7 separate regions of the Mus musculus genome follow, and regions 1, 2, 4, 5, 6 and 7 are each linked to region 3. The links are chromatin contacts, called in public ChIA-PET, Hi-C and promoter capture Hi-C maps. All regions are on one chromosome and are shown on one strand. The core of a region is the stretch at or near the end of the contact, and the rest is flanking DNA. Distances in the headings are between cores, read along the strand shown. Region 1 holds the start of 1700012C14Rik (RIKEN cDNA 1700012C14 gene). Region 2 holds the start of Tmem209 (transmembrane protein 209). Region 3 holds the start of Ahcyl2 (S-adenosylhomocysteine hydrolase-like 2). Region 4 holds the start of Klhdc10 (kelch domain containing 10). Region 5 holds the start of Prrt4 (proline-rich transmembrane protein 4). Region 6 has its middle 42 kb from the start of 1700095J07Rik. Region 7 holds the start of Cep41 (centrosomal protein 41).

Region 1 (3,995 bases), core at 350-2,849, 690 kb before region 3:
GGAGGTAGCAGGCACCACAGGCCTCTACAGATTGCAGGACAGGTGGAGGGCCCCCGCCTTCTGAACCCAGGCCCCTAGCTATCCAGCTAGCTGAAAGTGTTTATTGAACACCTACTTTGTTCCAGGCTCTAAGGACTATGGAATGAACAAGATAGAGTCAGCTCCTGTCCTCCTGATGGTGGAACAAACAGGCAGTAAACTCTATGACCATGGGGGAGATGGGAAGGGGACAGAGCCGGTAGAAGGGTCAGGGCAAAGGCCTTGGAGTCTTCCTAGTGGGACCCTAGCTTTGACTCTTCCTCACTGAGATGATATTTGAATAGAGAACCGGAGATGGAGGACAGACCCACAGAAACGCAGGAGGAAGAGCGAGCCACTGGTGCCAAGGCCCCCAACAACACACTTCATCATCCAAGGAGCGGCACCATGGCTGGACTAAAGGGAGCATCGTGGCAAGACACCAAGGTCAGGTAGCTTTGGAATCCCCACGCCATGGAAAGAGCTGAGATGTGGCCTTTCTGGGCATCTTACAAGGAAAACGCGTCCATCTGTTGCCTTGTTCTGGTCTGAAAGGTATCTCCCCCCCCCCCAGCCCCCCCCCCCCCGACAGATCAGGTGCTTCCACTGGCTCCAGGGAAAGGCTCCGGAGCTGGGATTTCCAAATCTTGGAAGCCTCACTGCCAGGAGTCACCGTGTGGCCTGAGGAAACCAAGATACCTCATACAGATTCCACATAGTCCCTGTCTCTACTGCTGCGTCCCTGGGGTCAGAAGAAGACCAACCCATAGCTTCTGTCTTTTTTCTCCTGGCCGGGCTATTCAGATGATAGCTAAAGACAAGGCAAGCTGCCTTATCTTCCCCAAGCCGGGACAGAAGGAGTTTATGAGGACGCTGATAGGAACCCTGAGAGGCTACTGGCCCTCTCAGGGTGCTCCTCAGAAAAGTCTCAGTGTGTGGTAATTATCTGGTTAGTGAGGACTTCAGCTGACCTCTGAAGAGTGACAGGACAGTCCTCCTCCTTCAGGAGATGGTGACCCACACCCATCAACCCATGCTGGGGTTACTCTGTTCTTCTCATGGTGCCACACAGGAGCTGGGCCAGTCTGGAGGAGAAAGGATGCTGGAGCCTTACTCTCAGGGGAGGAGCGCTCTCTTAGCTCACTCTCCAAGAACTGGGTGGGGAGTCTTTCAGACAGAACCTGTCTTTGGCCCTGAGTCTCATCCTGGTGACTGAGCCGGGCTTATCCCCGTGGCTTAGCAGAGCGAGCGGCCATGGAAGCTTTTCTGGACTGGGCTAGCAAGGCGTGAGGGTTTAAGCATGTGCCCGGAGAGCTCTGGCACCTGTTTGATACTTCCCAGGTTGATGGTGGCATTTCTGGTGTGAATCCAGCCCCTGGAGTATCCAGGTCCCGGGCTCCATCTGCCACCTCACTTGAGGGTGCCAGGCCCCTCACCTCTCCTACTCCAGGCCCACATCACCTTCCAGAATAACCCCCATCAGGAACGCGGCTAGGATCTTTCCTCCCTGTTGCTTTTCCAGTGAGGCCTCTTTTCCCCTTCATACAAGCACTTCCGAGAGAGCCAAATCGACCGCCCTCTAGGTTGCCATGGAAACAGAGCTTTCTTTCCTCCCTCCTGTTTACCTTGGTCAGGGGACTGCGACAAAAAGCAGCCTGTCGCAGGAGGAGAAGGGAGGGCGGGGGAGAGCGGAGGGAGAATCAGCTTGCCTTAAACCAGATCATTCCGGTTTGGAGTGGTTCTCTCCCCCGCAGCCCTAGGCCCCTCTTGCCACACTGGGCTGTGGAAGGCAGGGAGGGAGGGAGGATCCTCATCCTGCGAAGCTTTAGTGGAGAAGGTCCTACACCCGTGGTACCCCGTCCTAATTCCAAGTGGACCTGTCTCCCTCAAGGCCAGAGTTTGGCCTCCAGTGCATCCTCTGGAGGTGCTGCCCCAGGGTGACTGCTGTGCTCAGGTTGGCTCCCCACCCCAGGATAAAGAGATGGGAGCTGAAGGCCAGGCCTTGCTCTGTATATGTACTCTTGAGTGCCCTGGCCAAAGTGGCCTCACCCTATTTACCAAAAAGATCATTGTCGTAGCCTCGAACTTAAAATTTCCCAACTAACTGCCTTGGAGCGCGATTATATATCAGTGCCTTCTGAGCACCGCCTCTCCTCGCCCTAACTTTCCAAGTCTCCTGCAGTTTTTCTGGTTTCTTTCGTAGGCTTCCTCCCCTTCCAGAAGCCACCAGGAGGTGGTGGGTGCTGTCCCTGAAAAGCTTTCTAGCTCTTTGTGCTCCTCTGAGCCTTGAGCTAAAGTACTCTATTCTCAGTACCTGATTCCTCTAACCGGTTTGCTGGGTAGAAGCCCTGCCTCCGGGTGCTATCAGCCTGAATACAAGGTTGTGCCCCGGTGGCATCCCAGCCGGTTGCGTACCCACTAGATGCACAGTTAGCGTGGGCACCGGCCGCTGCTAGTCGCGGTGCCCACGACCAGGACCAGCGCTGCTCGCCAGGGGGCGGCAGAGAACCCACCCTGGGCAGCTTCTCCGCGAAGCACGAGGCCATTTTACATTCGAAAAATCCTGACCTGGCTCCGCATCTATGTGGACACTGGGAGCTTTGCCGGGACAAGTGACTGGCGGTGGCACCTGGGGGACTTGGCGCTCGCTTCCAGAGCAGCTTCCCGTCCCAGGCACAGGCTTCATCGTGCTGCACTGCGGCTCCGCGGAGCCCCGCCCACCTGGGGAAGGGTCTGGTCCTTTATCGGTGCAGTGAGAGTTCTTACCAAGGAGACCCTTCCTCTGGCATTGGGAGAGCTGGTAACTCCCTTGGCAAGAACACTTTGGTGGCCCTTGGCTTATCCTCCCGCATCCCAACACAATGTTTTTGTTTGGTTTCTGATTTTGTTTTAAGAAGCCCTGGTTGGCCTGAAACTCAGTGTATATAGACCAGGCTAGCCTCAAACTCACAGGTCCACCTGCCTCCGCCGAAATGCTGGGATGAAAAAACGAGGGTGCACCACCACGCCGGCTCCAGCACAAATTAGCTAAGCAGAAAGTGGACAGAGTGACGCCTGACTGCAGCACGTGGCAGATATGGCTCTGCTACCCTGCAGGGAGAGAAAGTGGGCCTTGCAGTCTTAGAACCTTCTGAGGCCCAGACTCTTGGTAGCTTTAGTGAGATGGTTCATAAAAGATGAACTGATCTGCCCGTCCCTTCTGAGGTGACACACACTGACACTTGATGTATTTCACAGATGCAACCGCTGTGAGGATCCTGGCTTGGTGTTGAGTGCCAAGAATAGTAAGTGGCCAGCGTGTGCCGCTGTCTGTGTCCTCTCTTCACCAACCCTAGAGCTGGGCTGAGGAGCCAAACTGGACAGGCCCTTCCCGCCTGCCTGGCTGCTGCCTGAGCCGAGCCGAGAGACCTCATTTCTGTGTGTCAGGCTGGGCTGTCCCAACCTTGGTGAATCAGAATATGGCTAATCTGCAGGGTCTCCTGGGAATAAGGTCCACCCCCGCCCACCTCTTTTCACCCAACTATGGAGAAGAAAAAGAGGTACAATAATACTCTTGCTTGATGTTATAAAGGGACAAGATAGCAAGGAACACATTTCCCGCAACACAATAAGACACTTAGAACAACAGATTGCTTTTTTCCCCAAACCTTCTCCCCCTTCATTTGTTCCTCTCTAGAGCTGGCTCTTAAAGGTTCCCAGATACCAGTCAGGCTGCGTGTGAACGAGTGGGGAACTTCACAGTTGTATCCTTTGAATCATTCCAACTACAGACTTAGTGAGAAAAGCTATTTTCACACTATCTAGAAAGACAAGTTGTTTGGTTTCTGTTTTGTAAGGAGAGGGAGATGCCAGCAGTTCAGCCCAGGCCTCCCTCGAATGTCACAGGCTAGGCAGGTTTGCTGCCACCTAGCTATATCCCCAGCCTCCACGTCAGTCTCAACACTACTGGACTAAGTAGTCTAGACACTGATGCCTTT
Region 2 (4,299 bases), core at 1,520-4,019, 740 kb before region 3:
ATTCCCTACCCAGACGGAAGCGCGAGAGAAGAACATGAGGATCAGTATGATGATGAAGTACCAAAGCAGGAAACTTCCTATTGTCCCGCAAGAGTCATCCTTCCGGCACTCGGCATCCTGACTGGGCATGGTGAAACCGAGAGGTATGGGAGGGGGATCCACCTCCCAAAATAAAGACAAAAGGTGTCCCATGATAGCTTCTTGCTTAGAAAATAAACATGCTCAAAGGGATGAAGGTGACCGGGAACGATTTCCCTCCGTGACCTAGGACAACTTCCCTGGCAACCAATTATGACATAGACTTAAGCTACTGTTGCAGGTACTGATACATGTTCTTAGATGCCTTAGATGGGCAGATCTATCTAGAGGACCTCTAAGAGAGTTGATGGTATTTCTCAATATACTTCCTTCTGCGACCGAGGTTGAAATGTCCTTATCCTTTACTGCCATCTCTTTAAGTGTTCAAGGTCTTGGTTTTCACCAGTCTCTCTCTCTTTTTCAATGTGTACCACACCATTGTAAATTAACACACACAGTTCTAGTGCCTTCCAGACCACACTGAGTGTTCCCTAAACTTTAATGTTGACACCTTCAGTCCCATCTTGTATTTGGAGATAAGGCCAGAAAAGAGTATTGAAGAGAGAGAGCAGTAGGTAAAGGCGTATGATGCCAAGGCATGCGGCCTGCATTCGATCCTTGGGGCCCACGAGGTGGAAGCAGAATATTGACTCCACACCCTCAGTATGGCACATGTGCACTCACATGTAGGCACAACCACACACAAAATAAATGTCTCTTTAGAAAATTCCTCAAGAGCTCAAAGATGGTTCAATCAGGCCATGAGGATGGAGCCTTAATCTTACTGTAGTCTCAAGGAAGATGAAAGGACACCAAGAATTCACCAACCCAGGGGAAAGGCCACCAGAGAGAATAAGATGAAGCCACATAGACAAGCCAACACCACCTGTCTCAGAAGAAACCAGCCCTCCTCACATTCTGGTCTTAGATTCCATCTTCCCAAACCCTGTGTGGGAACAAAGTCTGGTGTTTTGGGGTTTTTTTTAAAGTACTGCCTAACTTTTTCTTTTGAAGGAGGCACTGGTGTTCTGGGATATTTGGTTATGATAACTCTAATAATACATAATGGTAACTATCAACTTCAGTGTGGCAAGTGTTTTTTAAGCCCCGGAAGAAATACACATTAGTTTATGGGTTACATTAAGAGAAAGAGATAGAGCCGGGCGTGGTAGCGCACGCCTTTGATCCCAGCACTCGGGAGGCAGAGGCAGGAGGATTTCTGTGTTCGAGGCCAACCTGGTCTAAAAGTGAGTTCCAGGACAGCCTGGGCTATACAGAGAAACTCTGCCTCGAAAAAAAACAAAAAAAGAGCAAGAGATAGAGAGGGAGGGAGCGGGAGAGAGAGGGAGAGGGAGAGGGAGGGAGAGACAGAAAGACAGAGAGACAGAGAGACAGAGAGAAACCACACCAAGGGCTGGTGAGATGGCTCAGCAAGTAGGAGCACTGACTACTCTTCTGAGGGTCCTAAGTTCAAATCCCAGCAACTGCATGGTGGCTCACAACCACCTATACTGAGATCCGACGTCCTCTCCTGGTGTGTCAGAAGACAGCTACATTGTACTTATGTACAATAATAAATAAATCTTTGGGCCTTTTTAGATAGACTTACATGTGGAGAAATGAGCTGTCATTTTGGATTTGACTGTATACTGACAGAATTGAACCTGTTCTCTTGGAACAATTGTCAAGTTAGTTCATCTCCAAATCTATGTCCAGATCCAAACATTGTACTAAGACAATATAAACATGATTTTAAAAAAAACCTAAAAACCTATTAGCTCTTTAAGAGCATACACTATGCACTACCACAATGAAACTTCATTTTCTTCTGTTTAATCTTGATATTTAGTTACTATCTTGAGACAATGTCATTATGGCTAGCTTTGGAACTCCAGAGGCACTTGCCCCCGCCTCTCGATTGCTGGGATTAAAGGCATGTATGTACCAAGGCCTGGCTGGCACACTTCTCCAGGCACTGGCTACGCTGGCCACTAGTTGGGCCAGTGCTGCCACTCCCAAGAAAGCTCTTCCAGAGTTGGACTTGCTTCCCTGTCCTCACCTGCAGGACACAGGCAAAGCTCTTTAGAACAATAGCCAGGAAGCCAAGCCCCCATCCCTGCCTCGTACTCCACACATGGCGTATTGTCAGAACTTGCACTAGCTACTAAGGAAAACCACTCACCTCCCTGGTGACTCTTTTCTCAGTTCTTTCAAAGAACATTCAGGGCAAAGGTGGGGTTTTGTTTGTTTGTTTGTTTTTAACCCCAAAACCACCACTAACTTCAATAGAACGTTCCAGTTTTTCTTCCTAATGCTGCATCCTCATAAGGTGGATATTTGAGAATTTACATTGGGTCAAACCAATTGAGGGAGAAAACACTTCAAAAGAGGAAAAATGCTTTGTCATTGCTGAGTGTGTCTAACACATCAGGCATGCTTGTATCCTACCAATTAGCCGTAGGGGGCCCTAGATAAAGCTACAATTAGTAATATCCAAACTTCAGCTTGCTACAATCATTACTTTTTACTAAGTGTTCAGAATCTGGTCTGAATTTTGCAGCTCAGCCTTTTCCTGCAGCTAAGTAGGAGGCACAAATCCGAGGGCGTTCCCCTGGCAACGATCGCGGCTCGGGTCCTTCTGCCCCACCCCTCTCCCTCTCGCGAGAAGAGAGGGCCCGGTTCTTCCGGTAACTGTAGCCCGGCTTGCCCGCCGCCGCCGCCTTAGTCTTGCCTCTGCGCATGTGCAGTAGGGAGTGGCGCGAGTCCACGGCTTCCTGCTGAAGAACATGGTGCGTTTGGGGGGGTTGTCTTGTGCTTCCTGGACATGGAGTCCGTGCTGTTCCCTCAGAGTTCCAAACCTAAAGTTGTGCCTGAGGTTCAGCCAGGGGATGATGTAGCTAGGAATCTTGCCACTTGTAGTGCAAGGGAAGAAAGACACATGAAGGATAATTATAAAGCTCGTACTGAGGTAGCCAGGGAGGGAAGCTCTCCGAGGAGAGTTTTGGCGCGGGGCAGGAAGGCGGGAAGGATGCTAATGTGCTCTAGAATATGACTCCCGGGAGCTGCCCTCTCAGTGATTGCAGAGCTGAGCCTAGCGAGACAAAGGAGATGACAGTTTTAGTAACCCAAACTGAACGCACGTGTTCCCGTTCCCGTCTCTCTCTTGACTCTTCACGTGAATAGTACCCGTCCACCCCGTGAGAAAAGCTTTACAATTTCATCACCAAAAGGAGATGCTAAGCCTGTATCACTCCATGGTCAAGGTTAGGGTCTGACACAGTAATGACAAAAGTTGATATCTGGTGTCTCTTCATCTAGATGTAGTAACTCGAAGCAGAGACAAAAGAACTCTTTGCGAACTTAATAACAAACCATTACATTATGTAGCAAAACATTTTAATTTATTGGAACCATTAGCTTCTCTGAAATAACCAGCAAGTTCCCTGCTGATTTTTCTGTGGTACCTAAGAAGATATTTCAGGGTTGTGTATACTAATATTAAAGTTTCATATACTAATATTAAAGGGGAAAGTTGGGGAGAAATTTTAAAGAAGAGAAAAGTTGGGGGGGGGAGCAGTTACTTTACAACAGACATTTTTGATTTCTTAAGAGTAGTTTCTTTTCATTTCAGGCTGTTTTGTTTTTTTGTTTTTTGTTTTGCCTTTGAATAGATGCAAGGAGACGTAAGCCCCAATCCTTCCCTTATTGACAGAACCATCAAGATGAGAAAAGAAACAGAAACTAGGAAAGTGGTTTTAGCTTGGGGACTCCTAAATGTATCCATGGCTGGAATGATATATACTGAAATGTAAGTTAATCAGCCCATAAGTGAAAATTTTAACTATTGTTGGCTGGCACTGTGGCTTTTTATATTTGTTTTGGTTTTAAGTGTTTGGTTGGTTTGTGGTGGGCGTGTTATTTATTTATTTAAATAACTGGAAAGCCTTTCTAATCTTTTCAGGACTGGAAAGTTAATCAGTACATATTATAATGTGACATACTGGCCCCTCTGGTATATCGGTAAGTAATTTCCACTATAATTTAGATTTACTACATATGAAAACTTGCTTGTAAATTTAATTCAGCTTAGTATTCATTCTTTTATTCAGACAAATGAGTTCTTACTCAGTTTCCCAAAGTCATGAGTCTAGTGAAGGAACGAGGTAACCCCTTTTATGGAAAGAACATTCTAGTAGGAGGCTGAGTCAGAAGGATTACTTC
Region 3 (4,043 bases), core at 826-3,325:
ATTTTAATAAGTTATTGTTTAAGATCCTACTGTAGGTACCAAGTTCTATGTGATGACCATAAACATTTTTAATCTTTAATCATAATTAGTACCCCCATTTTATTGGAGAAATTACCTTATAGACTTATTCAAAAGTTAAATCTGGGGAAGGGAGTACTATGTTCAAACTTAGGTCTGCACCTAAGTATAAACTTCACTCTAAAAGTAAATTGTTAAACATTTTACCCTTAAAAGAACTAAATTACAAACTTTAGGGAAAAAAAAAAAACAGTCACAAGAAAAAGATTTGGCCAAAGCTACAAACCATCTTAACAAGTGAGAAATAGGCTTTGGATTTCCTAATTTTGACCTAAGTACTTCCAGCACTAGCCCAGGCTGCATCTTTTAAGTGTAATTCCTCCATTTAACTATAATTGCATGGAGAGGGGAGGACAACACACCAAACTGCAAAGGACACAGCATGCCCTAAAGCACTGTTAAATTCCTTCAGTCTTGCCTCTGACATCATTTAGCACTACCAAATGAAAAAGTTAACTGCCCTAAGTCATGAGGTAATTACAACAAAATGTTTTGCTGGAGCCAAGGTTCACCTAAACTCTACATAGTAAACCCAATGTACACTTCATATCTTTTTTTACTGTTGTTCTGACGGAACAAAATGCACCCATTATAATGGGAAAAAACGTAAATCATTGTGTTCATACTGTTCCCAAGAAATGAAAGCCACATTTTTTTTTAGATGATCCACAGATCTTGTCTTTTACCTCTTGTGCTGACATCAATAAATGGGAGAAAAAACGAGGGGAGTGGGTAAAGGGTATAGCCAATATATAAATAATTCGGGGGTACCATCATTACACGTTTCTATTTATGAAGGAAGCCGACAGCCCCAAACGATTACTTTCCTCAAAGTAGCAAGCATTTCTTCCTAACACTTTCTGCTCACGATAAAGATATGAATAAAATAAGCATTCTCTTCAGGTACAATCTGGTAATCCTAGAGACCAGCCCTCTTCAGGGTGAATGAAGCATCTTTCCATTACCGGTCTACAATCGCAGTACAAGAGAATTGCAATGGCTAGAAAGGAAGGGCACAGATCAGTACTACCCTGTGGAGAGCTGTTGGCCACAGAAAGGCAGAAAGTCATCATCTGTACAGAAGCCAGGCAACTCAGAGGGTTTCCCGAGCTCTCATGAGAGAGAGCTAACTACAGCTTCCTCGTTCTCCAAGGAAAAAGATCTTGCTATCCTTATCGCTGGAGGGAAGGTTTTTCTATGCCACCGAACAGTCCGGAAAATTACACGCGGGAGTGTGCTGGAGGCGCCGGGTGTAGTAGTAGGTGCTTCTCCTCCCCCTGCCTCGTTCAAGTAGTAGTGAAGGGCGCTACCTCCATGTTATTAGTAAAGTACGCCCGTGGTACCTAGAGGCTTCGCTTCGCAGCGGAGCACCGGGTGGCGGCCGCTCTAAGAGCGGGTTCAAGGGTGGGAGAAGACTCTCGGCTCCACGATCTAGAGGGTGTGGAACCGGGTGCCGCCGTGCCCTGAAGGGCCGCCACTCCCGTGCCCGCCCTCCCCGCCTCTCCGAGAAGCGAGGCAGCCCGACCCCAGTACCTTCTTGACCGTGCGCGGCGCCTCGGTGACCGTGCCGTCGGGGCTGACCAAGGCCTCGCCGCCGTCGCGATGCCGCTGGTGCTGGTGATGAGGGTCGCTCCGCTTCATGGCGGACGCTTGAGGGACCTTCCCGGCCGCAGGGCTCAGAGCCGCGGTGGGCCCCGAGCCCGGGCCGGGGGCCGGGGGCCGCTCCGCCGCGGGAGCCGGAGCTGGAGCCTCTGGGTCCCCGCCACCCGCTGGGGGTACCATGGCGCCCACGGCCGCCGCGCTCAGTCCCAACTGGGGCTCCGCCTCGGAGGGGCTCAGATCCTTCAGCTCCACCTCAGGCACCTTGGCGGCTGCCGCTGCTGACACAACCTGCACCGACATCACCGCCTCCACTGCAACCGCCGACTCTGACTCTCGCACCAGCTCCCACTCGGCCCCGCCTCCCGCCTCCCTTCCCCTTCCCTCCCCCATACCCCCACTCCTCCCCTCCATCGCCTCCGCTCCCACCCCCTTCCTCCGCCCGCCCGCTCGCTCGCCGCCAGCCCGGCCTCTCGAGCCTCGCCCCACCCCTGTCTGACTCACGCGCGAGGCGCCACAGAACCTGTAGTGCGCTTGCTCCGGGTTGCACGCGACTAGAAGACCGTGGGACCTCAGCAACCAACTTGCACTGCGCTCGCCTCGCGGGGGGGTGGGTGGGGGATAGGCCGCAGAGTCCCCTGGGAGTTGTAGTCCTTTCGTCCCTCCTCCGGAAAGTAGTTTTTGATGGAGAGGGAACTCCCAGGACAGCGACTAACAGAAAAGTATAAAAACGGATGACGCGACGGAATAGATGAGGAGAATGTCTCCAGAGGGGTTGTGGTTTCCGGAAAGGAATGCCAGAAACCCCAGGGAAAGTGGGGGGCAAGAATGACTCGCTCCCCTGACGGCGTGAATTTCCTCCGGAGTGTGCGCATGTGTGCTATCACGTGGGCGGCCTTTAAAGGAAAAGCGGCAGGTCAGGTGAGATGAATTCCGGCTCCAGGCTAGAAGGCATGGGGTTTCTCCATTCCGTTCCGAGCCTTTCTTCAGTGGGTTGGTTTCTAGAAGAAAAGAAATAAGCCATTTCCTGCTGTCATGCTTTCTGGCGTACTCTTGAATTAAGTAACTAAAATCAAATCCCCAAAGAAAGAAATCTCGTCAGGGTATGGTGGAGTACGCAGTAATAATTTGAACATCTGAAGTGTATGCGTCACCAGTGATAATAGTTCGAGGCCAGCTGAGCTATGAAGCAAGGCCCTGTCTTTAAAAAAAAAAAAAAAAAAGTTAATTCTACCGCACACATGTAATTAAAGGACCAGAAAAGAACTGGGAATCTACCCTGGGCCCTCTAAATGAGCAACAAATTCAATTAACTTTTGACCAGATCACCAGCTGCCAGTTTTATTTTTAATAACAAAAATAAAATAAAATTGCGTACCATTTGGTCATAGTGGTAAGCCCAACACTCAGGAGACAGAGACCTGAGAATCAGAAATGTGTTGAGGTTAGCTTTGACTGCTTAGCCAAAGCCTGTCACAAAAAGAAGAAACTTACCTGAAAGTAATGTTCTACTGATGATAGAATTTTTTTTCTTTTAAGAAGAGTTCTCCAATAGTCTTTTAATGATAAAAGGAAATAAATGCTTATAATTTTAAAAATCAGACTAAAAGCCAGGCGGTGGTGGCATAAGCCTTTAATCCCAGCACTTGGGAGGCAGAGGCAGGCAGCCTGGTCTACAGAGCAATTTCCAGGACAGCCAGGACTACACAGAGATACCCTGGCGGGGAAGGGGAAGGGGCATATAACAACATCAAGATGGCTTATCAGTTAAGAGCATCTGCTGCTCTTCCAGAGGTCTGGAGTTCAAGTCCCAGCAACCACATGGTGGCTCACAACCAACTATAGTGGTGATCTGATGCCCTCTTCTGACCTGCAGATGTACAAGCAGTTAGAGCACACATATACATTACAGAAAGAGGGAGGAAGGAAGTTAGACTAAAAAGTAGGAGACAACACCATACTTTCTAGGGATTTGAGAGTTGGCTCAAAATTTATGAGCCCTTGCTGTAATTTGTTCCCAACAACTACATTGGGCAACTCACAACCACCTGCAACTCCAGCTCCAGGGGGTGTGACACCCTCTTGTCCTACAGACACACACATATGCATAAGCTTAAAAATTATTTTAGTTGCACATTCTTTAAATTTTTATGTGAATATTACCTAAAGGGGGAAAAGGGCACTAAGATGTGGTTGACTTTTAGCATATTATGAGGTAGGCTTTTTTATTCCTAAAGAAACTGAGGCAAAGAGGATTATGGTTTGTGGCTGTTCAAAAAGTGACTGCAGCCCTAACAGCTCCCTTGGACTACCGGCCAGCTTGTCATTGGAAAAGCTACTTTTTTCTAAGCAAGAATAAGACAGAG
Region 4 (4,043 bases), core at 1,288-3,787, 630 kb before region 3:
AAGCCACGCTGGTCTACATGCTATATAGTAAGATTTTTGTCTTTTACATTTTCTCAAAAGATACTATCCCTGAAAGACAATGAGGACACTCCAGGAACACCACCATATTATACTGCTTTGTTTCACAGGGACTGGACACAAGACAGAAATGTTAGAAAGAAGAAAAAAGGTTCTTCAAGTATGTGGAAGCCTTAGTAAAGAAGGGTGAATTGGAAAATAGGGATAGAAGTCAAAAGAGATGAAAAATTAATAACCAAACAAACAAAAACAAACACAAAATCAAAAAGAAAAAAAAAGAGGAAGAAAAGATAGGTCTCTAGCGTCAGCCATAAAACAGACCTACACATTCCTTCCTATTCCTCACTACCACTTAAAATAGTCTGAATTACTTCAAAATAGAGTAAAGAGCTATAATATGCAGTACCTAGGAGAACAAAGGATTAGTATGAAAGAATTTATTATTTATATCAACATATATTATTGAGCTATTGGGAATTTTCTAATTTTGAGAACGAGGGAAAGATGGAGACCGCCTGTGTGGGAAGAAGGAGCTGAATGCCAGCCTGGAAGAAAGGAAGCAGAACGAAGACTGACAACTCCACTTCTCCAATTTTCACAGTTTAAGCACGTTTTATCTTCACCTCTGGACAAATGGCTGTTCTTGTCCTCCTGTGCTAAGGGAATGCAGAAATAGCGCCATACTTCAGACCCTTATTTGAAATCATGGCTTACCCTGCCCTCATGTGGTAGCAGAGAGGAACTGCACCAGTATGTTGCAGGACCCTGAGAATGCCCACATGAAGTTCATGGTGTAATAATTAATCTATGACCAAAGACTTAAAAGATTGCAGGCAGAGAGCAAACTGGGAATAGTCCTTGCCAAGGGATTTATCTTCTAGGCTTAGTAATGCAGAAAACCTAGGGTTTTGTTGTTAACTGATGATAACAAAAAAAAATGTCTCCTTTTTTCTTGTTAAACATCACATATTTAGCAATTCCAGAATACCAGTCTGATACTGTTTATTCAAATCCAATTTATGGTATATTTGATTATTTACAAATGTCTCAATTTTATTTTAATGGCATGAACAAATGGGTTAATGAACATTTCTGGCACACATCAAAAACCATATCACAAATATTAGTAATTATCTCTCTGAATAAGTAAAATCCCCTTTGTTATCTTTAAATTAATCAACTGATTTTTTTTACCACCTAGAAGAACAAGTCACAATAGTAAACACAATTCAGAAACAATCAGGTTCTCAAAACATCTAAACAAATATACCACTGATACAATCAACTTAACACTAGTCACACATACACAAAAAAACATGGCGAAGGTCTAGTACATCATTCCTGACAATTCTCTTCACGGTGAAAAAAAAAAAAAAACACGACTGCCCAATAAAATGATTTAGCATTCTGTGCATGATTTAATTCTCTACCTTTTAACAGACTGAAAATTTGTAAACGTACGCTTTTTACAACTGTTTACACACATACCTACATGACTTTGTTTTGTTTTTTTTAAAACATGTGAACTCAAAGACCATGAAATTTTTAGCAGTAGGTATATTTTTCCAATTTTCAGTTTTGATACCGGGATCACATCCTTTCGTTTCTTTATATTCATGATCTTCATTTCCCCCTTTTAAAATCTAGTCACCATTACCCATTCTGTCTCTGTACATCCCCAAATATTACTGATTCAACCATTTCCCTTAATCTTTTTTATTTTCTTTCCCATATACTCCCTAGCCAACACACACACACATACATACATACACACACACACTTTCACATGCTCATTCCATTTCAAAATATCCAACTCTGACACAGTTGGTTGGCTTTTTTTTTTTCCTTTCAAACAAAATCACTTCTATATTGCTCTCCTCTCCTTAATTTGGCACTCCTTTTGAAATAATTTTCCACAGTTAAACACCAATGTCTTTCTTTCACAACATCCATCCGCGGAAGAGGAAAAGATTAAGAACCGGGCAAGCGAAACATTTGGGAATGTCAAAGAGACAGCGGCCTCTCGGTCGGGAGGAAAATACAACTCTCCTCCCCGAGCTGTCGACACAGCGAGACTTCTCTTCGGCGTGCTCCGGTTCCCCTCCTGACCTCAACGCCACCTTCCTGCTGCTCTGCTTCCCTGTCCTCCCTCGGCTGTGTGTCCGAGGGGCAGCAGAGCCCGGCGACCGCCACCTTCTCGCCGGCAGCGGCCCCACCACTCACCTGGCAGGTGCGGCCGTCCCGAGAGCTGCACGAATCGGTTGAGCTGTCCGGTGCCCCGACCCCCGCCGGCCGCGCCGGCCCCGCTAACCCCGCTGGCCCCGCCGGCCGCGCCTCCTCCCCGCCGGCGGTTCCGGTCCCAGCCCTGGGCAGCCGACATGGCCCGCTAACGATTGCCGCAGCCCGGTCCCGGCAAGCCCCTGCCCCGGCAGCGCGAGCCGAGCCTCCTTCCCGGGCTCCTCAAGAGACCCGGGAGACGGGGGCCGGGGTAGCGCCGGGCTCTCCAGCAACCAATGGCTGGCCGCCTTGGTGACAGTGGACCAATGGGCAGTCTCTTTCTTGGCAGGTGGAGGGAGGCGGGGAGAGACGTGGTAACCATAGCTATAGCTAAAAGAGATGGGGGGAGAAAAGGCGTAAGCAGACGCTCAGAGAGCGCATCGATTCCCGGAGCTCGCCCGCTTCTCCGGGATGCTGGGGGCTCAGACCAGATAGTCGAAGACCGAGCGGGGAGGCTACGCCAGAGGAGACTCCCAAGCAGGGTCGCTGCCTCAGCATGGTCGATACTCCGGAATTCTGTCCCATAAGCACTGCATTTAGAAACATCATAGGTACACAATGCATGTACTTGGTGTTGGTACATCTGTCTGCAGTTCTGCAAACTGAGCCCCGGTCTGCGGACTGTTGCCACACACAAAGGGCTCACGGGAGGTGGGGGCAGGGGGAGGAGTCAGATGAAATCTAAAAAACTCCTGGCTTTCATCATTTGTTTTGTCTCACGGTGGCACTGCCGGGACCCTTCCCCTGCAAAAGCCACGTCAAGAGCAAACAGCTTTAAACCCGATTAGCAAATACCGAAAACTGTTCGATATTAGAGTAATCATAGAAACACAAGTGAAAATTTCAATAAGAAAATCTTTCAGGCATCAGTGAAGATCTTTATTTAAACACGCGGCTTGTGTATGCCTGCCAAGAAAAAAACAATAGAAAAAGATACTCTCTTAGATGACACACGATCAAGTAAATGTTTTACTCACACACACACACACAAACAATCCACCTCAATTGTCTTACAATATACACAGTTAACGATAGAAAATGGAACGGACGATGTGATTTTAAAATGTAAATATCAGAAATTCCCATCGTTTCAAAATTAAACCGAAAATTTGGCTTTGAAGTTGGGGAGGCGCAGTGCACAGTGGGAAAATGCAGATACACATTGCTGTTTCCAAATAAGGAAAAAAAACATAAATTTCTCAAGGGAAACAAAACCTTTCAAGATCTAATCTGATGGACTGCTGACCCCCTTGATGTTTCACACATGAGAACCTCACATGTTGGATTTTTTTTTTTTTTAAGGAGTGGGGTGGAGAAGGAGAAAGTGCTGAGACCAGAAGTCTCCTTTGATCTCAGTGAGCAAATTTCATGTCGTCATGAAATTTTGGTTTTTTGTCTCCACACCCAGTTTCTGTAGGAAAAGAAGTATTTTTATCCATTATGCATTATGATACAGTTTATTGAAATGTTTGACATCTGATAAAAAGAAAACCCATGGAGCTGGGGATGAAGGTAGCTCAGTTGCTTAAAATACTTGTCTAGCACCAAAGGTACAGTCTCCTGCCACAGTATAAAACTCAGCATGGTGACACACTCTTGTAATCCCCAACCGAGGATGGTGGCAGAAAGATCAGGCATTCAAATCCAGCCCCACTCAGATAGATACATTACAAGTTCAAGGCCAACCTTAGCGGCATAAAATCCAGACTCAACAACAACAAAAACAAACAAACAAACAAACAAACCCA
Region 5 (3,945 bases), core at 1,166-3,665, 590 kb after region 3:
AGCCAGCCCCAAGTAAATGCTGTCCTTATAAGAGTTGCCTTGGTCATGGTGTCTGCTCACAGCGCAAAACCCTAAGACAGTGCCTCAGTTCAGAGGATGCCCGAGGCTCTGCCAGTGTAGCACATCTTCTTCTCAAAGGAAAATCCCACAGGTCCTGCTGGTTATGGGATGGATGGCCCGCTTCCTGGTGGTTTGGAGTTAGGGAAGAGACCTAGGAGTTGAACTGTGCTTTGATTGGTCTTTCCTTTAGCCTATGCTCCCACGGTTCCTGAGGCATTTGGATTGCCAGCTTCTGAGAACAGTGTGATGTAAATCAACTTGACTCTGAGCTTCCTTTCTGCCAGGTGGAGACAGCTTTTTGCTCTGGGTGGCTAAGTCAGTCACTGTGCCCCTGCCAGCCATCCTGCATCAAAGGCCCTGTTGCTCGAGCCCCTTCCTGCTCTCCCCATCCCTGAAGAGTTATCAATTGACTCTGAGGTCTTCTTAATAACATTTTAATAGGGTTTTGGGAGGGAGTAAAATTAGAGGTATGAATTCAGCCACCATCTTAACCGAGAGTCCTGACTTCCCCTTTTCAATATCTTTGTAAAAATATCATTCTTGGGAATAAGCCTGCTTTGTCATGGAAGATTGCAATTTTAATGTGCTGGGATATGTTTATTTCTGCCTTTCCACTTAGAAGTCTTTAAATGAACATGATTAGCAAGAAATGAGGCTTTCTACGAGGGAGATTCAAAGAAAATGTCTCCGGTGGGATAGCGTTTATAAAACATATGAAAAAAAATTAGAGTCTGAATCCTAACACACTGCCTCTAGGCAGCCCCCAGTGGCCTGGGGAGAAGGGCAGAGTAGTGGTTTCCTTTAGGGACTCCTAGAGCACGGCTTTCCCAGTGTTTTGTTTGGAGACTCAGGATAAATCCCAGATTCACAGTCGGACTCTGAGAGCTTGGTGGGAGACCCAATTTGATCTTGAATCTATTGGTGGCATGAGTTCTGTGATCCAAAAATGAGTCTCAGATGCCTTTCTGAATTGCAACACATTGCCTGCTCTTCCCCTGACCAAAATATTATGCTATGTCTCTGCTTTCTGGGGCAGGACTAGCTCACTTTTGTCTACCTGTCTACTGAGGCTGGTTATCAGGTAGCCTGAGCTGGCCTCAAAAATCCCTCCATGGCCAACAACAGCAGTCTTGAACTTGGATCCTTTTGCCTTTACCACCTGAAGGGTGATGCTGGGTTTTTGTCTTCACACCCAGCAAAATGGGCAAGTCTTTTGCAGTTTGGTCTGTCAGCCTTTCTGTCTGTCTGGTTGGTTGGTTGGAGTTGTTTGTTTGTTTGAGAGAGTATCAATTTGTGAGTGTGACTGATCTCAAACTTTCAATCTTTCTGCCTCTGCCTGCCAAGTGACAGAATTAAAGACATTTCCCTCCCTCCCTCTCTCCCTCCCTCCGTGTGTGTGTGTGTGTGTGTGTGTGCGCGCGCGCGCGCGAGCGCCCGCATGTGCGCCCGCACGCACGTTTCTATCAAATTCACCGTTTTGGAAGAAAGAAAACATGAAGGGATTTAGAGACTCCAGACTAACAAACAAGCCACACTTTTTTTTTTTTTTTTTTTTTTTTTTCGAGACAGGGTTTCTCTGTATAACCCTGGCTGTCCTGGAACTCACTTTGTAGACCAGGATGGCCTCGAACTCAGAAATCCGCCTGCCTCAGCCTCCAACAAGCCACACTTAATCCTGTCAGTCAACAATACAGCCTTTAGATAGTGCAGCAGGCTTAGCGACTGCTCAGTACTCTTAGCTAGCAGTGCCATGAGGCTGGCTGGGTGCTCTTTCTTTGTTTCTATGTTCTTCTACCACGTCTTATTGGAGACAAATTGTGATCCACCTCGCACACCAGCTTGTCTCACTATTCTCTCCCACAGATATTTCTGAAGCTGAGTATTTTGGAGAGATTTTAGCAAAAGGAGACGCTATGAATGGGGATTGACATTTGGCAGTTGGCCTGCGAAGAAGCGTAGGAGGCCTTCCTCGGTGGTTGTATGTTTGCAAACCACCAGGTGGTGAAGAAGGCAAGCAGAAAGACTGAGTTCAAGTCTCCGCCAAACTGAGCAATCTTAAGCAATTTGATAAGTTCTGGGGACTTATCTATCTCTAAAATGGGAACACATTTGTTCCCATTGTTGTAAGGGAGAGCAGTAAGTCTTTATCCAGGGTTCAACGGAGTGGATTTTGATTGCTTGGGATACTAACCTATGCCAGACTACTGTTGCATGTGTGCACGTACTTGTGTGCGTGTGAATGTGTGTGTGTGCGCGCGCGCGCCCAGTGCCCTCGCCTGAGGGTGTTTCTCGGGAATGGCGTGCTTGTGGGTGTGTGCGTTGGGCTGTCCTCCGAGCCTGTGGCTGCCAGCGCCAGGCTGAGAACGAGGCACCGACTCTCCCGCAGCTGATTGGCAGCGCTGGGTGAATGAGTGCGCGTGGGGCCGGAGCAGCGAGGTGGCCGTGGCTCCGCGCTGATGTGCGCGCCCGCCTGCCGGCCCGGGTAGGGGCGGACCGCGAACAGCGGGCGGGCTAGGAGGAGGGAGAGGAGGGAGGGCGCGGGAGGCAGCGGGGAGGGCTGCAAGAAGCCCGGCAGCTGCGGGGCCCGGGCGCGGGCGCTGGGCCGGGGAGCCGGGCTCACAGCCAGGAGGCGGCGCCGCGGGGAGGGAGCGGAGTGCGGATCGCGAGCGCAGCCCGGCCGCCCGCCGCCTGCTAAGAGCGCTGCGGGTCGCAGACCCAGCCGGGGACAGACCGGCAGCTGCTGCGATCGCCCGGCAAGCCAAAGGGAATCCGGGGACTCTGAGCTCGAGTCCCGGCTTTGGGCGCAACGGAGAACAGGCTAGACTCGCCGAGCCTTGCCCTGCTGGGGCCCCCTGAGCCAGGGTGCCCCTTCTCCCGGGGGTTGGCCCCGGGGACTCGCCCGAGCGAGAGAAGCAGGTCCGTCGGTCTGGACTGGGGAAGCGGGAGTGTGGTGTGCGCACGCGCGTGTGCTTGTGTGCCTGCGAGGGGTGGGTGTGTAAGGGGCGTGAGATGGGGTTGATAGAAATGATGGTGTGTGGTGTATATGTACAGTGTGTTAGGATTGTGTGTGTTGCTGACTGCATATGCAGAGAGAGAGAGAGAGAGAGAGAGAGAGAGAGAGAGAGAGAGAGAGAGAGAGAGAGAGCGAGCCTACGTAGGAGGGAAAGGGGCGCATCAGGGTGGAGTGTGTATATGTGCAGGAGTGTGTGAAGGGTGCGTGGGTGAGTGTGTCACGGGTGCTAGGTGCGGCTGTGTGTGTGTGTGTGTGTGATGTAAGGGTACTGGGTGCACGTGTGTCCCTGGTTCATTCTCCCTTCCCCCACCAGATGTGTTCTGGGGAGGGGGGTAGCCTTTCTGCAGCTGCTGCCCCTTACCGAGCTTGCCTGCCTGACCTCCTTTCCTACGGAGCCAGAAAGGGTTAATGGTCCCTCCCTCAAAAACTCCTGAGGTCATGGGGAGGGTAGCTGCAGGCCAAACCCCTAGAAAGAGGGGAAAGGCTCCGGAGAGCCTCTGCTAGGCCCGGGACCCTGCTTCGCTGGCTGTATGGCCTTGCAGGTCAGATCACTCAGGCTTGTGACCTGCCCTTTCTGAGGGCCTTGTGCACCAGTGGTTTCTTGCTGGGTCTGGAGGTGGGGATCAGGAGCGAACCGGAAGGGTCTGCATTCTTTACCACTGTATTACTGGGACGATGCTTGATATACAGTGGGCCTCAGTAGATATTTGAGAGATGGGGGGTGGGGGATGGAGAAAGCTGGGTAGAGGGGTGGGTGAGGAGGGAGGGAATCTGCCTCTGGGAGGTTAAGTTGATTCCCTCTGTTCTGGCTCAGGATGAGGCTCCTGCTTGTAGTCAGACTTCTGGTCAGACATCAGGCCCCCTTGTGGGAA
Region 6 (4,258 bases), core at 737-3,236, 580 kb before region 3:
TTCTCTGTATAGCCCTGGCTGTCCTGAAACTCACTCTGTAGACCAGGCTGGCCTCGAACTCAGAAATCCGTCTGTCTCTGCCTCCCGAGTGCTGGAATTAAAGGCGTACACCACCACGCCCAGCAATTTTTTTATTTTTACTTGTATATGTATGGGTGTTTTGTCTGCATGTGTCTGTGGACTACATGTGTGCCTGGCACCTTAGGATCCCAGAGTTACAGATTGTGCCACGTGGGTCCTGGGAACTGACTCTAGGTCATCTAGAAGAGCTGCCAGAACTCTTAGCACTAAACCATTGTCCCATCTCTCATATGGCCTTTTATAAACGCCAGTTGAAAGCATGTTCCCAGATTGGATATGTATGTATGGTATTTCCTGGTGATTAGACCCTAAGTATATTTTTTCTTATTTTGTTTTCACACACACACACACACACACATATATATATATATATACATATACATATACATATACATACACACACAGAAACACACACATATATATATACATGTGTATTTGTGCTCACCTGTATTCAGGTACCTGAAGAGACCTGAAGAAGGAATGGGATCCCCTGGAGCCAGAGTTACAGGAAGTTGTGAGTCACCCAGCCTGGTGCTGGGAACAGAATTCAGGTTCTCTGGAAAGGCAGCAGCTGTTTTTCACATCTGAACCATCTCTCTAGCCCTTCAACAGGGTTTCTCTGTGACCCCTGGCTGTCCTGGGACTCACTCTATAGACCAGGGTGGCCTGGAACTCCGAGAGATCCATGTGTGTCATCACTGCTGGACAAACAAGCACTTTTGTTGTTTTTTTGAGACAAGGTGTCAGGGAGTCAAAGTCAACATGTAACAAAGGCTGACCCTGAGCCTCCTTCCTGCTGCTCCTCACTTCCCAAATGCTGAGATTACAGACAAGTATGTAATCCTGGCTCACCACTGATGTTGTAGTCAATTAAAAAAATTATTTATTTGTGTGTGTGCAGGTATAAGATCAGAGGATTATTTATAAGAGTTAGTCCTCTCGTAGCTTGTGAGTTCCAGGAATTAAAAGCAGGCCATCAGGCAGGGCAGCAAGCACCTTTTACTGGCTGAGCCAGCTCATTGGTCCTTTTGGTTTTCTTTGTTCTGTTTTTGAGACAGAATCTTGCTATCTAGCTCTGTGTGGTCTGGCACCTACAGTGGTTCCGCCTGCCTCTGCCTTTCTCTTGCTGCGATCACGTGAAGGTGTGAACCTCCATGCCCAGCTAGATTACATTGTTGACTGAAATATTCAATAAGTAACAACATAGCCTGCATGAGATTCCACACACAGAGACACATAGTATCTTTTAATGAGACAGTCTTTGTTCTGTCACCATCTTGCCCTGATCACACCTACTCTGCTCTGATCTTAGAAGCTAAGCAGGGTCCACACTGGATAGTACTCAAATGGGAGACATAGATTTTGTTCTCTTGGTTAAGATGTCTAATCTCTTTTCCCTGTTATTATCTGCCCTTTTGTGATTATGAGTAATTTGTGGCAAATTAGTTTGAGTCTACATGAGTGTCCCATTTCTCACGTGGGCCCCCTCCCTGATTCTGCATCCAATGACCTGGATCAATTTTTCCTAAGATGTGTCTTTGTTGCTACTATTACCTGTGGCCCAAAGCTTTCATACCAACATATCTTATAAAATGTTTGTTATGAAAAATATGCAGCCTGGTCCTTTTAAAACAGAGCTCAGACGATGTTTTTGGGATCTCAACTATGGCTAGGGAGGGGCTTGGCCTCCACGTGAATGGTAGCATTAGCTGTGGCTTTCTTGCTGGCTGCAGGCCCGGGACCTTGTGACAGACAGGACTAGAACACACCGAGGCTTCCCAGTGAAAACCTTGGCACCCTCTCACGAGCTCTGTTCTTTGTGTTCTCACATGTTCTAGCCCAGGCTTGTATGGCTCACCACCCTTTCTCACAGATTCCTGGATGTTTCCACCTGGACATCCTGTTGTCACCTCAAACTTAGCAGAAGCCACATCCCATTTTCTGTCTAGGTTGTCATAGTTACAATGGTTACAAAGACTGGAAGCCTCAGCGATAACTTTTATATACCCACTGAGTCATCTCTCCAGCCTTCTTTTCTTTTCTTTTTCTTTCTTTTTTTTTTTTTTTTTTTTTTTTTTCAGCAGGATCTCACTGGATCCTGGTGTGGTTAGCCAGGAACTCTCAATCCTCCTGCCTCAGCATCCCCAGTACTGGGATTGTCTGTTTTGTTTTAACAGCTTTTAGGAGATGGCTGATCTTCCCAAACACACTCAGCAGAGCTTTGATCTAGTGACTTTTTTTTTTTTTTTTTTTTTGAGACAGGGTTTCTCTGTAGACTCACTCTGGAACTCACTCTGTAGACCAGGCTGGCCTCGAACTCAGAAATCTGCCTGCCTCTGCCTCCCAAGTGCTGGGATTAAAGACATGCGCCACCACACCCAGCTGATCTAGTGACTTTTAAACGTCCCTTTGTGTCCCACTCCCTATTTCATTGGTGACCATCCCTTCGGGACTCAGCACCACTCCCAACTTCAAAGCAGCTCACAGTTCTGAAATCTATAGGATTTCCTTTCAATGATGAAGGCACAATTATTTTCTGCTCACATGTCAGCTGACAATGCTAGTCTACGACAATGGTCAAAAAAAAAAAAAAATGTGGACTCTGGGGCTGGGCATTATGTCTGTGATCCCAGCTCAGAAGGCTGAGTCAGGAGGATTGTCATAAGTTCAGGGCCAGCTTGAGCTACATAGTAAGTATCGGGCCAGCCAAGACATCTTCTTTAAAAAATAAATAAATAAAAATAAAGAGAGTGAGACTATGCCGGGGCCTAGCAAACACAGAAGTGGATGCTCACAGTCAGCTAATGGATGGATCACAGGGCTCCCAATGGAGGAGCTAGAGAAAGTACCCAAGGAGCTAAAGGGATCTGCAACCCTATAGGTGGAACAACAATATGAACTAACCAGTACCCCGGAGCTCTTGACTCTAGCTGCATATGTATCAAAAGATGGCCTAGTCGGCCATCACTGGAAAGAGAGGCCCATTGGACACACAAACTTTATATGCCCCAGTACAGGGGATCGCCAGGGCCAAAAAGGGGGAGTGGGTGGGTAGGGGAGTGGGGGTGGGTGGGTATGGGGGACTTTTGGTATAGCATTGGAAATGTAAATGAGCTAAATACCTAATAAAAAATGGAAAAAAAAAAGAGATTGAAAAAAAAATGGAATGCCACTCCCAACTGGGTGTGTGTTGGAGGCCTTCCTTAAAAAAAAAAATAAAAAATAAAAAATAAAGAGAGTGGTCTCTGGTATCAACATCTCTGACATCAATTCTGGTTTTGCTCTTCGTTACTCTGTGACTTTCAGTGAATGACTAAACTCTCCGTACCTCATCCATAAAATGAGGATTAATATTATTCATCTGATCAAGTTTGATGTGATAACTAAGTGATTTAAAACAGAAGGTACTTAAGCACATGACCTAGAAATTCTGTTTTCAAGTATGTACCCAAAAGAATCGAATCCCTAGTTCTTGGGAGACCCAGGCAGGGTGATTGTGAGTTCGAGGCTAGCCTGAACTGCAGAGTGAGACCTTGTCTCTTAGGAACACTCAAACATGGTGAGACACCTCTACAAGTCTCAGAATTCAGGAGGTAGAGGAAGGAGGATCTGTTTAAGATCATCCTTGCCATACAGTAAATTGGAGACCATTCTGTGTTAATGAAAGAAATGAAACAAATTTCGAGCCTGATGCAGACTAGGTAGGAAAACCTGCCAATCAAAAGAAGCCAGACATGATTTTTTTTTTTTTTTTCTGAGACAGGGTCTCACTCTGACTAACCCTGGCTGGCCTGGAATTAAGAGAGGTCTGCCTACCTTTGCCTCCTGAGCGCTAGCATTAAAGGTGTGAGTGAATACAGGTAGCCCCACAAATGTCAATGTGTATGACTGTGATTCCATTTATTTGAAGGAAGGAGGAAGGAAGGGAGAGGGAGAGAGAGACAGAGAGGGAGGGAAGAAGAGTAGGATAGAAAGAGAGAGGGAGATGGAGGAAGGGAGGGAAGGATGGGTGGGTGGAGAGAGAGAGAGAGAGAGAGAGAGAGAGAGAGAACTCCTGAATGTGTAGGAGGTAAGTGAAGAATAAGTTTCTGTGAGAAGCAGTGAAACTTGTTGCAATGGGAGTCAAAGCCACTGCTGCTGCTGCTGCTGCTGCTGCTGCTGGACAGAAATGAACAAC
Region 7 (4,159 bases), core at 1,535-4,034, 930 kb before region 3:
ATGCCATGTATGCTGCCCTAATTTGATAAACACAATGACCATGAAGGCCAATAAACTTTATATTTCCATACCCCCTGGAACAAGAGTTTAAAAACAGTCTTACAATATGCTGGACATTACATTTTCTGTTCTTGGAAATTGGATTGTTGGTCTGTACCCTTATGAATGCGTTATCACCCACCCATTTGCTTGATTTCCAAGTTGAAAGCTTTATAGCTGCCCTTGCCATAGCCCAGGTTCTCATCTTGCTTACCCCACTTCATGGACCTCTATCGCTTCACCTATAGCCTTCAAGTTTCTCCTTTCTTCCTTTCCTCCAACCTCTGGGCTTTGGCCCCTTCTTATTCCTTTTCTCCCTCATTTAGTCTCTGAGTATGCTTGCGTGTGTACATGCATGGAAGTCACAGGACAACTTGCAAGTAGTTGGTCCTCCCCTCCCCTTCCACCATGTAGGTTCCAGGGATTGACCTCAGGTCACTCACTTTGGCAGCCAGGACCTTGACAACAAAGCCATCCCACATGTCCGTTTCCAAATTTTCTACCCATAATCCCTATGGTCACTTTGAAGTGGAAATGTAAGGGTTCTCTGAGAAGTCATTTGGATGGTGTTTTGCTATGACAAACACGTGAAGGAAAGTTTCGTTAAAGTGGACACAGGTGGGAAAGGCTAAGGCCGATTCATGAGGGAACTGTGTCTAAAGCAGACACAGGAGAGAGGATGTTCTAAAGCAAGTGCATAAAAGGACAGGTGATGAAGGATTCTTTGCTAACAACACGCATGTATCGGTCTGCTTTACATTGTGTTGTTGAGCTACATTGTATTGTTGATCTGCATTTGTTCGGACACAGTAGAGAAAAATGCACCAAAAAAAACCCTTCTGGTGGTGTGCTGCAGTTTGTTGCGGCTTCCAAGGACTGGGGCTGACTGGATGCCTGTGCTTTAGGCAAGCGTCCTGCTGAGGTAAGACGTGTGCTGAGGCAAGGCACGTGGAGGACACTTGATGTGTGAAAGGCATAAATGGGACTCCAAGGAATGACGGAGACAGAGCCCGGCTTGCTCATACAGTTAGCTGTGCAACACTGGTGGGTCTCGGTGGTCTTTGCTGGCCTTCACTTTCCTGAGAGAGGCACAACAGAGAACTTCTCCTTGGGTTCCCGATGGTCCCTCCTGCTGACTCAAGTTGAGGCTGGGGCCAGGCTGTCTCTGCTAGGTCTTGTCACCACTGTTGCTAAGCCAACTTTACCGAACTGGACCCCTGGTGTATCCGTGAGGTATTTGCAACTAGATCAAGCTGCCGCTGCCTGCTAACCTGTGAATTGAACTGCCGATTTCCAGACAACACTGAGTTGCTCCAAAGAACCTTTCTAAACAGGTCCATTTCCCACATATCCTTTCTTTTCTACTACCTCTGGTGGGGTGGTGGGCTACAAGGAAGGTTAAAGCATTTAAGAACCATCGTTAATAATAGGATTTGAAAAAAAAATTAAAGCTAGAGTTACTCCAACTCCAAGCTGCACAGGGGTTCGCTATGCAAAGATGTGATAAATACACCCTATCTACTCCCTTCTAACCTTTGCAGCCCCCAATCCTTCATTCTAATAGAATGATGAGTGGGAATTTTAGAAGGGTTAAAGACTAGACATGGTAAAGGGATTTAAGATAAACCTTGGTAGGTATTAAACACTAAACACAGTACAAGGGGCAGTTAGGACAATAGTCCAAGATCCTGGAGGTCCAGTCTGAATGACTTGATCCAAGATACGGCCCTAAGAGCAGGTTCCTGAAGTTGCTATGAGGCACGACAGGGTATGAGAGACCACGTTGTTGACTAGGTCATCTGCGTAGACCCTGCCATAGTTCACATGGATGTTGTTATTAACACAGAGCTAGCCAGTATGAACAAACCAATGGAACCTTTCTCTATTCCTGGAAAAAAAAACGACTTAGAGCACAGGACAAAGGGTTACTGTGCTGTTTCTTCCCTGTAAAATGAAATAGTAATTTTGATGGATTTGGTGGGACATTTAGGAGCCAAGTCAAACTGTGTGGGTAATTGTTTTGTAAAGGTGCTAGGACTTAATTTTCAGATCTGGAATGAGAACAGGTGGTGGTTGGTGGCAGGAGTTACAATGGTTTCCATGACAACGGGATCGGATTTTAGTCATCTTTCCCATCCTCCACAAAACATACTGCCGCTTTCTTCATAAGGTGCTTATTAAATACTTGTTAAATGAATGATGAACCACTGAACGGTGTGTGCTCTTTGCAATTAAGGTTGCTGTTCTTTCGCTAGACTAAAAGCTTTTAGAGCAACAATAATTACTGTGTTTACTTATGATATTTTGCATAATTTGCATAATAACTTAAGACCTGAACATAATAAACTATGCACTCTCGTTCCAGTTGAACATCCCTGGCCCAAATCATGTCCTTTGCCGTGGAAGAAGTAGCCCCGATGTTTGGTTAGAAAGACTTTACAAAGGGTTGGGGGGACCTGTGGTGAATTTGTGTTCTCTCTCCAGCCTGAGGCCAGACCCTCCCCCCCCCCCCCTTCTCAGGTCTGCGCAGGCGCCGGAGCCCCTCCCCCTTCCTTCCCGCGCTCAGGCAGGAGCTGGGCGCCAGGATCCAAGCTGCGCTAGCGGGCGTCCCGCGTTGCCCTTGGCAACCATTGAGCAGCTTTTTTTGCTCTCCCCGCCCGGGCCGAAGCAGTAAACGGAGCTTCTATTGGCTGGCCTGGGCAGCCGAGCCAATCGGAAGAGAGGTTACAGGGAGGCGGCTGAGTGGGGGCTGGAGGGGGGTAGGAAGCTAGATTAGTAGCCAGACGTGAGGCTAGAACCCCGAGCGTGGTCGGTTGGAGCAAATATGTCTGCCCGGAGGCACATTGGGAATCCTGAGGTGAGGGCCAGGTCCGGACCCGAGAGCCGGAGGGGGCGGGCGCACCGGAAAAGGCGCCACGTGGGCAGGGACGAACAGCCGGCCACTTCCGCCGCCCGGAAGGCGGGAAGTGGCCAGCGTGAGGAGGGGGCCGAGCGCAGGGCCTGGGGCGGGGCAGGCCGAGGCTCCACGTCAGTGGCACCCGCCGGTGCCGGGCGTGCTCGCCCCACAAAGACCCACCGGACACCGACGTTCGAGGCTTGGAGGAGCCAAGTACATAAAGACACAGCCCCTGCCCTCAAAGAGTTTACAGTCTAGGAGTGACACCTGCAAACAAAGTAAAAATCAAAGACCCCCAAAACATGGAAGGAGGTGAAGGGGCCCATCACTTCTGAGTTGGGGTACCCCAGGCCAAGCCGCCCTTGCAAAGGGAGCAAAATAGGGCCCTTTGTTCTCCTTTACCCTCAGTGCCCTTGTGCATTTGTAGCAGTTTAATGTCACCCAGTGTTATTTGACCCTTACCAAACAAGTAACCAGACCTACAAAGAGAACGACAGAGTCTCTACAGTAGAGTTCAGTCTAGTGATGGAAATTGGTGAGCTTCGGGAGAGAGATGGAGGAGGAAAGACAGCACTCAAGCTGAGAGAAGGAGGGGCGTTCTTGAGCTGAAAAGGCCCCAACCCATCAAGGCCACTCGTGAGTCAGGTGAAGAGCTTGCTAGAACAGCCTGTGTAAAGCCAAGGAGAGCTTCAACTCCGACCAAGTCCCAGTAGGAGTCTACAGAACAAAAGGCAATTTGAGAGGGGCCTTCTGCACCTTCATAGCAAACACCAGTTGTAGGTCTTGGATTTCTTGTTGAATGCCTGGTGTCGGAAACTGTGGCATGTGTATTGGAGTGCCATGATAGTAATGTCTGTTATTTTGGTGGGGTTTTTTGTTTGTTTGGTTGTTTTTTGTTGTTGTTGTTTGGTTGGTTGGTTGTCTCTGAGACAGTCTCACTATGTAGCTCCAGCTGTCCTGGAACTCACTATGTGGACTAGGCTGGCCTCAAACTTAAAGAGATCCACCTGCCTCTGCCTCATAGATACTGGAATTTAAAGGCATGTGCCGCCACTACTAAACCTTGATAGTGATGTGTAAATATTACACAGTGTCACTTACATTTGGAGTCTAAAGTCCAACTCAGTGAAGTAGAAATTAGAATAATGGTCACCAGAAGTTAGGGATATAGCGTCTGGGACAAAGAGATGCTGGTCGCAGGGTAGAAAGTTTGTTAGGAGAACT

What was found. Promoter capture Hi-C pulls out the DNA fragments that hold promoters and counts their contacts. Hi-C and Micro-C count contacts between places; a contact is called where the count stands out from the background. ChIA-PET counts read pairs in DNA pulled down with a chosen protein or histone mark.
Region 1: a promoter capture Hi-C map of pre-B cells shows a contact between it and region 3, with 2.7 times the contacts expected there. The contact joins the promoter of 1700012C14Rik here to the promoter of Ahcyl2 in region 3. A contact is called at or near these places in 1 of 39 promoter capture datasets (pre-B cells) and 1 of 115 datasets of contacts at active chromatin or transcription factors (bone marrow-derived macrophages).
Region 2: a Hi-C map of CD8 T cells shows a contact between it and region 3, with 4 times the contacts expected there. The contact joins the promoter of Tmem209 here to the promoter of Ahcyl2 in region 3. A contact is called at or near these places in 1 of 39 promoter capture datasets (pre-B cells), 4 of 484 Hi-C or Micro-C datasets (CD4 T cells, CD8 T cells, embryonic stem cells and 1 more), 2 of 115 datasets of contacts at active chromatin or transcription factors (embryonic stem cells and pancreatic cancer cells) and 2 of 9 other capture datasets (liver and pancreatic islet).
Region 4: a Hi-C map of uterus shows a contact between it and region 3, with 5 times the contacts expected there. The contact joins the promoter of Klhdc10 here to the promoter of Ahcyl2 in region 3. A contact is called at or near these places in 2 of 39 promoter capture datasets (both in embryonic stem cells), 3 of 484 Hi-C or Micro-C datasets (CD4 T cells, muscle stem cells and uterus), 8 of 115 datasets of contacts at active chromatin or transcription factors (astrocytes, cardiomyocytes, embryonic basal ganglia and 5 more) and 1 of 9 other capture datasets (liver).
Region 5: a Hi-C map of CD4 T cells shows a contact between it and region 3, with 4 times the contacts expected there. The contact joins the promoter of Prrt4 here to the promoter of Ahcyl2 in region 3.
Region 6: a contact with region 3 is called in an RNA polymerase II ChIA-PET map of memory CD8 T cells, with 12 read pairs. The contact joins the enhancer-like site here to the promoter of Ahcyl2 in region 3. A contact is called at or near these places in 6 of 39 promoter capture datasets (the C10 cell line, cranial neural crest, embryonic stem cells and 3 more), 4 of 15 datasets of contacts at CTCF or cohesin (embryonic stem cells, large pre-B cells, pro-B cells and 1 more), 27 of 484 Hi-C or Micro-C datasets (the Ba/F3 cell line, the C2C12 cell line, CD4 T cells and 9 more), 18 of 115 datasets of contacts at active chromatin or transcription factors (astrocytes, bone marrow-derived macrophages, embryonic forebrain and 10 more) and 2 of 9 other capture datasets (embryonic stem cells and liver).
Region 7: a promoter capture Hi-C map of pre-B cells shows a contact between it and region 3, with 2.6 times the contacts expected there. The contact joins the promoter of Cep41 here to the promoter of Ahcyl2 in region 3. A contact is called at or near these places in 2 of 39 promoter capture datasets (liver and pre-B cells).

What each region holds. Positions count from the first base shown.
Region 1 is chr6:30,458,589-30,462,583 of GRCm38.p6, reverse strand. 1700012C14Rik (RIKEN cDNA 1700012C14 gene) reads right to left here and starts at 1,599. Exons shown (of 2, transcript NR_131049.1): 1 at 1,455-1,599.
Region 2 is chr6:30,508,253-30,512,551 of GRCm38.p6, reverse strand. It overlaps Tmem209 (transmembrane protein 209), which reads left to right and starts at 2,769. Exons shown (of 15, transcript NM_178625.4): 1 at 2,769-2,867; 2 at 3,750-3,886; 3 at 4,040-4,098. The coding sequence starts at 2,865. Ssmem1 (serine-rich single-pass membrane protein 1) reads right to left here and starts at 266. Exons shown (of 3, transcript NM_029373.4): 1 at 10-266. The coding sequence starts at 192.
Region 3 is chr6:29,766,475-29,770,517 of GRCm38.p6, reverse strand. Ahcyl2 (S-adenosylhomocysteine hydrolase-like 2) reads right to left here and starts at 2,075. Exons shown (of 17, transcript NM_001171000.2): 1 at 1,612-2,075. The coding sequence starts at 1,980.
Region 4 is chr6:30,400,349-30,404,391 of GRCm38.p6, reverse strand. Klhdc10 (kelch domain containing 10) reads right to left here and starts at 2,537. Exons shown (of 10, transcript NM_029742.3): 1 at 2,242-2,537. The coding sequence starts at 2,398.
Region 5 is chr6:29,178,054-29,181,998 of GRCm38.p6, reverse strand. Prrt4 (proline-rich transmembrane protein 4) reads left to right here and starts at 2,415. Exons shown (of 5, transcript NM_001101443.1): 1 at 2,415-2,542.
Region 6 is chr6:30,344,554-30,348,811 of GRCm38.p6, reverse strand. No RefSeq gene overlaps it. Among named protein-coding and RNA genes, the nearest start is that of 1700095J07Rik, 42 kb to the right of the region's middle. Within about 2 kb of position 1,986, at least 68 of the 459 cell types and tissues checked have an H3K27ac peak or open chromatin away from gene starts, as enhancers often do. A contact at or near this core is called in the Ba/F3 cell line, the C2C12 cell line, CD8 T cells and 5 more, where this site is marked.
Region 7 is chr6:30,692,374-30,696,532 of GRCm38.p6, reverse strand. It overlaps Cep41 (centrosomal protein 41), which reads left to right and starts at 2,784. Exons shown (of 11, transcript NM_031998.3): 1 at 2,784-2,896. The coding sequence starts at 2,864.